Regions from separate parts of the Mus musculus genome. Here region 1 is linked to region 2. Evidence: chromatin contacts called from public HiChIP or PLAC-seq data. All regions are on one chromosome and are shown on one strand. Each heading gives the region's core, a stretch centred on a gene start, on an enhancer-like site or on the middle of the called end of the contact. The rest is flanking DNA. Distances are from core to core; before and after follow the strand shown. Region 1 has its middle 3.6 kb from the start of Gm33641. Region 2 has its middle 26 kb from the start of Actrt3.

Region 1 (4,586 bases), core at 1,727-4,226, 480 kb after region 2:
TGTATCTAAATCATTGAGTCACTGGGACAGCCAGCTTCCTTCCCCCAAAAAGGTAAAGCCCATCTCCAGCCCTTGAAGCACTGACAGCTTGTTTCTGAACACCACCAAGCCGTGAGACATGTCGTAGAGCTGGTGTCTATCCTAGATTTACTCTAGCAAAGAAAGGAAGCAAAGACTGTGAGACCTTTAGTCCCAGTAGTCAGCCACACACCTACTGCAGTGGACTGTGTATCATGCTAAATAAGGGTGACAACACTGAACCTCTGCCATTTACACCCAGGACAGGCAACCCACAAACTTGCAGGAGATGGCCAAGGAGATGCAGTAAATGCACAGGGGGGGCCATGTTGCTATCATGTGACTTAATGAAGCCGATGAGTTTTTATTTCGAGATGATCTGTGGCGGACATTTTAGACTGAGTACGTTGCACAAAGCTCTCCTGTGTTTTGAATATGCACAGAAAGGTCAGGATGTGGCTGCCATGGTTTCGCTTTTCCCGGTGAAAAGATAATAAAGCTGCTCGTTAACAGATGGGCAAATGAGCTGGCCAGGTAGTCTTTGGGAAAAGAAACAAGTGGCCGTAAGCATTTGAAGAGGAGTTCCATGTCCCTAGCTCTCGGGGAAATGCAAATGAAGACAACGTACCTTGAGTTACCACCTGATGCTAGTCAGCGTGGCTGTTATAAGTCTGACAACAAATGCTGGAGGGGACCTTTAGAAAAAGGAACCTTTATTCACTGTTGGTGAAAAGCAATCTAGCCATTACGGAGATCAGTTTTGAGACTGCTCAAATAATCAAGAATAGAATTAGCACATGACCCCACTCTTTCAATTCTGGGCATACGCCCAGAGAACACCACACCCTACCGTACGGTTTGCACCCCATGTTTACTGCTGCTTTAGTCGATGTAGCAAATGATTCCATCAACTTCTTTGTCCACCAACAGGTGATAATGAAAACTTGGAGTGAGTTTGATTCAGCTCTAAAGAAACATGCAATCGCAAAATGTTTAGGAGAGTGGGTAAACAATGAAGTCATAATCTCAGAAAAGAACTGCATCTTCTCCTTTAGGCAGAATCTAGCCATTGTGCCATGTATACATGTTAACAATGCATCTTTGGGCAGAGACTAGCATGTGGAAAGAGAACGAGAAGGGTTAAAATTTTCTTGCTTTTTTAGTTCTTTTTTTTTTTTTTTTTTTTTTTTTTGGTTTTTCGAGACAGGGTTTCTCTGTGTAGCCCTGGCTGTCCTGGAACTTACTCTGTAGACCACGCTGGCCTCGAACTCAGAAATCTGCCTGCCTCTGCCTCCCAAGTGCTGGGATTAAAGGCATGCGCCACCACCACCACCCGGCTGCTTTTCTAGTTCTTAATCTTGCCATGTTTTTTTTTTTTTTTCATTTTTTTGGCAAATACAAATATACTCGATAGTGAACAAAATCCAGCTTAAAGCACCACTGTTTCTGTTCCAAATGGCTGTTCTAAATATAGAAGTTCATTTGAGTGGCATGGTGTGGGTCTGGCTAATTTCAGCATATGGCGTGTTTTATCTGCAGAGTGTTCTCTAAAGTAGTTTAAAATAAAAAAGGAAGGCGCTGGGTTTTTAGTACTAGAATCTAAAACTTATCGCAAGCTGGGCACGGTGGCAAACACGAAATCCCAAGTGCTAACCTGGGAGACCAGAGGATCAGGAGTTCAAGAGTCTCCTTGGCTGTATTCAGAATTCCAGATCAACTTATGATAGAAGGCCTTGTCTTGGAGTTACTTAGGGGTGAGATGGTTCAGTAGTGCGGGCCCTTGTCAACAGTCCTCACAACGAAAGTGGAACCCCTGGGATCCACATGGTGGAAGTCGGGAAGCCACTCCTGGAAGTTGTCCTTTGACCACCACACAAGTGCCAAGCATCATTGTCTCCTCATGAATAAAAGTTTGAAATTTTTCGTAAGAACTTTGTGAGTAGTTCTCTGACTTTATATTAATACTTAAGAATAAAATATATATTGCAAAAACGTAACTTTGGAATTTTGGGTGTGCTTGTGGTACACAGGCCTCAGACAGTCTCAAGTGATCCTCGGGTCCATCTTTTTCTTTTGTTATTTTTGTTGTTAAGCTAGGGTTTCTCATTGGCCTAGAGCTTGCCCAAGTAGCCCCTGGAGAAAATGTAAGCAACCTTTTTTTTTTTTTTTCTTTTCTTATCACTAAGGTTTTCCCTAACACAGATGTTCCCGTGTACCGCAGGAGCTGTATTTGTGAATGGTCTGACTCAGTTTTACTGTATGGTTTGATTTTTGCTCATATTGTTGAAGATTGGGCCCATCGCTTCACACATACACGGCTGAGAAGCAACCCTTATGTTTTTGTGTCAACCTTGATGTTTTTCTAAACTTTCCTTATTTTAAGCTTAAAAGTTTAGTTCGTGCATTGATTGGGAGGTTTTAGAATATACTGGTTTTTTTTTTTTTTTAAATATTTATTATATGTAAGTACACTGTAGCTGTCTTCAGACACTCCAGAAGAGGGAGTCAGATCTTGTGATCCGATGGTTGTAAGCCACCATGTGGTTGCTGGGATTTGAACTCCTGACCTTCGGAAGAGCTGTCGGGTGCTCTTACCCACTGAGCCATCTCACCAGCCCCCGAAATATACTGTTTTTATTTGAGAATTCCATGCGTTTGTACAATGTATTTTGTTCATCCACCCTCCATATTCCATCTCAGCTCTAACTGGACCCCCTCCTCGCTGCAGCTAGATCCCTACTTGTCTTCCTCCCCTTCATAACTCATAGCCAATCAGAGCTGCCCCTGTGCACAGGGCTCTGGAGCCATCCACAGGACCACAGAGCAAACTACCAGCAGCTACGCTAAAAAATGACCCCCCTTCCCTCAGCAACCACCAGCTGCCGGTAGGTCCTTCCCTAGGAGTGGGACCTTGAGGCAACCCCCCCCCCCCGCGCGCACGCGCGCCCCAATTCATTTTGGAATTTGGTTTCATTTTTGTGCAAGTCTTACCGGCAGGCAGCCACAGCAACCGGGTGCATGAGTACAGTAGCCAGGTCAAGTTCGACAGAGCATTTTACTCCTTGGGATAGAGTATTGACATAGATGTCCAAGTTTTATGGCTGAATACACCTTTTTTTTTTTTTTTTAAGATTTATTTATTATATGTAAGTACACCGTAGCTGTCTTCAGACACTCCAGAAGAGGGCGTCAGATCTCGTTACGGATGGATGGTTGTGAGCCACCATGTCCGGAATTGAACTCATGACCTTCCGAAGAGCAGTCAGCGCTCTTAACCGCTGAGCCATCTCTCCAGCCCCCACCTATCGTTTATTCTTAGCACGGTGAAATTTGAGTTCACATTAACTGTTGCCCACTACAAACAAACAAACAAACAAGCAAGCAAGCTTTTCAGCCGAGGTGGAAAACAGATACATTTGATACATTTACGGTGAGAGTTGCTGGCACGGCGGCACGGAGCGGAATGTGGAAGATCCCTCCGGCTCTAGCAGGTTCCATGTTTTGCTGTGTAGGGAGGGAGGAGTGAAAACTGTTTTTTCTCAGCAGCAGCGGGGTTCTGGTGTGGGGGAGGGCGGGGAGGGGGAGGTGTAAATCGGCGCTCCACTGTGGCCCTGCAAGTCTGAGAGGAGGCAACATAAGTTCTACGGGAGTTGGAAAAGTGCAATTTTAAGGAATTTTTTGTTTGATACTATGAACAAATGTGTTGCAGAAAAGTTGATTTAGAATTTTTTTTTAAAGCATACGCATGCGTTTATGTAGGAGGTATTTCCTGGGTTAAAATGGTCTCTCCCTAGCAGTGTGGTTTGGGCTTGTAGGAGATCGGAAGTGGGACAGACAACTTTGGCCCTGGTTGGCTGAATGATGATGCTATGTCTCACCACTAGGGGTCAGTCTCTTGCCTAATGATGGTCAGAGTTACCCTGCAGAAGCGGTCTGAACTCACCCGCAAGTAGCCAGTGACCAAGAAGTTCAGGATTTTATCGGTGTTCATCTGTGTCTCGATTTTAATCGACTCAATATACTATACAAATTGATCTTCAGAATGAAATCTAAGTTATTTTGGAGTTTGACTTAAGTAGGATTCTTTCCCTCTGTAGGTACTGTAACTCTATGTTATCTTTATGGACTATGAGTGAGAACCTCCTTTGTGAGGAAATATATGTGAGGGTTTAAGTATGCCATGTTTCTCCTATGAAGAAGAATATTTCTAGTTGATAATGAAACTAAGGTGGGCAGAGGCAGCCACAGCAGGTACCTCTAATCTCAGTCTGGTTAAACGAGGTCCTGTCTCAAATCAATATAAATAAATAAATACAAATAAAATTAAAGTTGACTCGGTTATTAATGTGCACAGGAACTTAGTTATATCAAACGTTACAGGACATTAAAGTGGTGTCCTTTATTGATTTAACCTATAAATTCAGACACTCAGATTGTCATTCATAAACATGATTTAGCAGGGGCTATAGTGAGGCCCTAATTTGAATCCCTGGGACTGATAGAAAAATAACCAACTAAACAACCATATGAAAACAATATGGCTTAAGCTGACACTGATTAAAAGCACT
Region 2 (4,866 bases), core at 665-3,164:
TTTTATGTTATATGTATGAGTGTTTTGCTCACAGCTCATGCCTGTGCCTGGTAAATCAGGCAACTTTATGGCTCATGGTGGAAACTTTGGAGGTGGTGGAGGTAATTTAGTCATGGTGCAAACTTTAGTAGAAGAGGAGGCTATGATAGTGGTACTGTCTGTGGCAGTAGTGGTAGTTGTGTAGGTGGTAATGGTGAGTATAATGGATTTGGAGGTGATGGTGGCAGCTATGGTGCCAGTCCTGGTTACAGTAGTAGAGGAGGCTGTAGTGATCCTGGTTAAAGTGATAGAGGAAGGTATGGTGCCAGTCCTGGTTACAGTAGTAGAGGGGGCTGTGGTACTGGTTACAGTAGTAGAGAGGGCTGTGGTCCTGGTTGCAGTAGTAGAGAGGGCTGTGGTCCTGGTTGCAGTAGTAGAGGGGACTGTGGTCCTGGTTACAGTAGTAGAGGGGACTGTGGTCCTGGTTACAGTAGTAGAGGGGACTGTGGTCCTGGTTACAGTAGTAGAGAGGGCTGTGGTGGTCTGGTTACAGTAGTAGAGAGGGCTGTGGTGGTCTGGTTACAGTAGTAGAGAAGGCTGTGGTGGTCTGGTTACAGTTTTAGAGGGGACTGTTATAGAGATGAACCAGTATATGGAAACCAACATGGTGGAAGAGGAAAATACGATTGTTACAATGAAGGAATAAATTTTGGTGGAGGCAACTATGATGGGGATGGGAACTATAATGACTTTGGAAATTACAGTGGACAACAGCATTCAAATATAGGCCATTGAAGCAGGCCAGTGTGGTGAAAGACGCTCAGGCAATCCCAGGAGTCTGGTGGTGGAAGTAGTAAATGAGGTAACAGAAGATAGATAGATAGATAGATAGATAGATAGATAGATAGATAGATAGATAGATACATACATACATACATACATAAGTAGATACATAGATAGATAGATAGATAGATAGATAGATAGATAGATAGATAGTGCCCACAAGGTCAATTTAGAATTGAATTTGCTGCTTATAATAATAAAGTAATGCTTGCTGTTACATAATTCTATTTTTTTAATTTAATATTATTTTTTACGTATTCACCCTACATCCTACACAGTGCCCCCTCCCCATCACCCCCTTCCACAATCCTTCCGCATCCCCTCTCCCCCTCTCCTCTGAGCAGAAAAAGTTTAAAACATCAGAGAAGGACTTCCAGTTCCTAGCAGAAAAGTGAGAAGTTGTCAGGAAAGCTGAAGGCTACTCTGAGACAGTCTTCCCAAGTGCATCAGAGGAACTGCAAATTTTACCACAGAAGGAGCAATGACCCATAGTCAGTTGAGTTACTGTAGTTTAAACAGGAAACCCTTTTATTTCCAGGACTGTCATAGCCACAGTTTACAAAAGGGCAGCTATTGATTTGTGGATACAGTGTCACCTAGATGTGCATTCCCGAGGCCTTCTATCTGTGGTAGCTTTGCCTTTGTCTTTCTTTTCATTGATTTGGGTATATTGCCTTGTAAATTGTGGTAGTGATACTACGAATTAAAAATAATAATAAAGAATTTTCAACTATCCAAAAATTAACGTATAGCTCAAAATTATCTTAGAGGCTATTCTTACCTTGTTTATAAGAGTACTCATAGGAATCTTTCTGTAATAAGTAACCAATCAAATAACATGTGAGCTAGTGGTAGGAGAAGAGAGAAATGGGCAGGGAGAAGGGGAAGAATATGAAGGTGAATTTCCATTGTCATATATGCCAAATACAGAAGAAAATGTGAAGTTCCTGTCACTTCCTGTAAATGTCATTATTTCATTGTTCTCTGTGGCAGAATAAAATCCCATAGTGCATATGAACTAACTGCACCTGCTTTAGTGCATTCATCTGCTGATGGACATCTAGAGTGATTCCATCTCTTGGCCATTATGAATAGAGTGGCAGTAATCACGGTGAGCATGCCTTGTGTAGTACGCAGCTGACTGGTGTAGCCAAGTCATACACAGTTCTGGTTTTAGCTCTGTCTTCTGGAGCAGCTTAGCCTCATCAGCATGTAAGGTGCCTGGGGGGGAGAAAGACTCTCAAAGCAGTTCTAATTTGCAGTTTCTTGATGGCTATGGATATTGAAAGCATTTCAGATATGCGTTTATTTTGTGTTTATACCTATATTTATTTTGAGAACTGTCTATTCATGAGTCCATTTATGAACCGGACAATTTACTTGGGTGTTTAATTTTTGTGTTTCTTCTTATATACTCCAGACATTAACTCTGTCTATAGTTAAGAGGTTTTTTTTTTTTTTCTTGTAGTTGCCAGCAGCTGCAGGGAACTGGGTTCCTGCAAGGAAAGCTGGGGCTGTATGGGATGGACAGTGAGGAGAAGAATGAGACTGAGACTAAGTTTCTGATCAAGGCCCAATATTTACTACTTGTGTCTGAATTTTTAAAGGGGGAAACCCATCCCTGGCTCTGCCAGGATCTTGTCACTTTGTCAGGATCTCCAGGACAACAAGCTCAGGCTGCTCAGCAGGTGGTGGCTTCTTGCAGGAAGCTGCAGACAGTATTGACAGACAATAGACTGCACCTAGGTCAGAAGACTCCACCCTAGGTGGGCTAGCGGGCTGTGGCACAAACAAGGTCTGATTCATCCCGCTCAAGGCTGGGGAGGGCACATTTTCTCATTTTGCAGCCTCTTTCTTTCTGTGTGTGTGTGTGTGTGTGTGTGTGTGTGTGTGTGTGTGTGAGAGAGAGAGAGAGAGAGAGAGAGAGAGAGAGAGAGAGAGAGAGAGAGTTAGGAAAATAGAAAAGAAAAAGAAGAGCTCATAAGAGAGAAAGGAGGAAGAGGGTGATGAGCCACACATGACAAAAACAGAGAGGAGACATAATGGTAGGGGCTGCAACAGAATGGGGCCAGGAAGAAGGGGGCTCTGAGGGCCGGGGATGCATAAGAACAAAATGTAATGGTATGTATGCATGAGCTTTCCATAATAAAACCTATTGCTTTAAATGTGAGCTTAATAAAAAAGAAAACATTTTTTTTTTTAATTCCCTCATTTTCGACCTCTGACCATGCCCACAGTAGTGTTGTTCCTGGTAAAACATACAGTGTTTATTGCAGGCAAACGCTCAGCAGGTTTCATCTGTGCTAGTAGAATAAGGAATAACACCAGATAGTTCATTCTTTGCCTCAACAATATTCACTCACTCATTCATTCATTCATTCATTCATTCAACAGACAGTGTCCGAGCACAGCGATAGTTTGGATCTGGAATGGCCCCTAGGGCACTACTTTAAGAAGCAGGGCCTAAGGAGAAGTGTTGGGTCAGTGAGGTGATTACAGGACTCCAGTTTCATCATCTTTCTCCAGTAGTTGATACTGCTCTTGTCAAATGCTGCTGTGCCAGACTCCAGAACAGGAGAAACTGTAACCCCCAAAACTGTGAGCCAAAACAGACCCTTTCTTTTTCTTTTTCTTTTTTTTTTTTGTTTTTGCTTTTGTTTTTGTTTTTCGAGACAGGATTTCTCTGTATAGCCCTGGCTGTCCTGGAACTCACTCTGTAGACCAGGCTGGCCGAGAACTCAGAAATCCACCTGCCTCTGCCTCCCAAGTGCTGGGATTAAAGGCGTGCGTCACCACTGCCCAGCAGACCCTTTCTTTTTATATGTTGGTAGTCTCTCGGGTATTTCCTGTAGTAAGAGAGAGCTGACACAAGCACCTTTTATGTTCTGGGCTCCAGGAATCTGCCCATTAGTTAAATGACTTGCTAATATATAGTTGGGGGAAAATAATTTATTACAAACTAGGAAAACAAACCGGCCAAATGCCTTAAGAGGAAGGAGAACTTGCTTTAAAATGATTCCAGAGAAGCTTCTAAGAAGTAGCCATGCAGACTTCAGAATGAAAGGTGCCACAGTCTGCTAGAGCAACGAAAGCAGAGACGTTCAGGGGAGAGAGAGCTTGGCGAGAGTCGGGGTATGAAAGAAGGGGGATGTGGTGTCTGGAAAACAACATGGGAAATGGATGGTTAAAGTGAGGTTGGAGATACATGTAAGGACCAGTTTGAGCAAGGCAGTGATGGGAATCCTCGACTGGACTCCAGGTTTCACAAAAAAAAAAAAAAAATACTGAAGGCTATGCAGAGGGGTATGGCTCAGTTTGCTTTTTAATAAAGTTATTCTGCCTGATTTCTGAAGAATCTACTGGTGGCAAGTTGTAGTGCTTTAAATAAGATAGCCTCATAGGGAGTGGCACTATTAGGAGGTGTGGCCTTGTTGGAGGAAGTGTGTCACTGGGGGGTGGGCTTTGGGATCTCCAAAGCTCAAGCCTGGCCAGTGTGTCACCATCTTCCTCCCTGCTGCTTGCCAATCTAGTTGTAAAACAATCGCCCTCGGCTCCTTCTCCAGCACCGTGCCTTCATGTGGGCTGCCATGCTTCCTCTAATGATGATAATGGACTAAATTTGTGTAACTTGTAAGCAAGCCCCAATTGAATGTTTGCCTTAATGAGAGTTGCCATGGTCATGATGTCTCTTCATAGCAATAGAAACTCAAACTAAGCCATCAGTTGAAGACAAGAAGTATGGAGACTAAAGAGGAGGTCTTTGTAGAAGACAGTGAACTAGAATCAGACTGAGTGGCTGTACAGTCTTGAAACATAACAAAAGGTGTGTCTTGTAACAGAGGAAGGAGCAAAATACTGAGTGTAACACCCTGATTACTGGATGAAGAGCAGATGTATGGCATTTACCGAAATGAGAAAAATGAGGAAAAACTAGACTCAGGAGTTTAAATGGAGAACTTAATGGTTTAAACAGCACAGAACTGTGCCATATAATGTTTGTATAATCCTTCTCTCCAGGAAGATCTTTAGGATGGTTTTCAACTC

The links. HiChIP or PLAC-seq counts read pairs in DNA pulled down with a chosen protein or histone mark.
Region 1: a contact with region 2 is called in an H3K27ac HiChIP or PLAC-seq map of embryonic stem cells, with 6 times the contacts expected there. The contact joins two enhancer-like sites. A contact is called at or near these places in 2 of 484 Hi-C or Micro-C datasets (embryonic stem cells and group 2 innate lymphoid cells) and 5 of 115 datasets of contacts at active chromatin or transcription factors (bone marrow-derived macrophages, embryonic limb bud, embryonic stem cells and 2 more).

What each region holds. Positions count from the first base shown.
Region 1 is chr3:31,053,580-31,058,165 of GRCm38.p6, forward strand. No RefSeq gene overlaps it. Among named protein-coding and RNA genes, the nearest start is that of Gm33641, 3.6 kb to the right of the region's middle. Within about 2 kb of position 2,977, at least 156 of the 459 cell types and tissues checked have an H3K27ac peak or open chromatin away from gene starts, as enhancers often do. A contact at or near this core is called in embryonic stem cells, where this site is marked.
Region 2 is chr3:30,571,222-30,576,087 of GRCm38.p6, forward strand. No RefSeq gene overlaps it. Among named protein-coding and RNA genes, the nearest start is that of Actrt3, 26 kb to the right of the region's middle. Within about 2 kb of position 1,915, at least 7 of the 459 cell types and tissues checked have an H3K27ac peak or open chromatin away from gene starts, as enhancers often do. A contact at or near this core is called in embryonic stem cells, where this site is marked.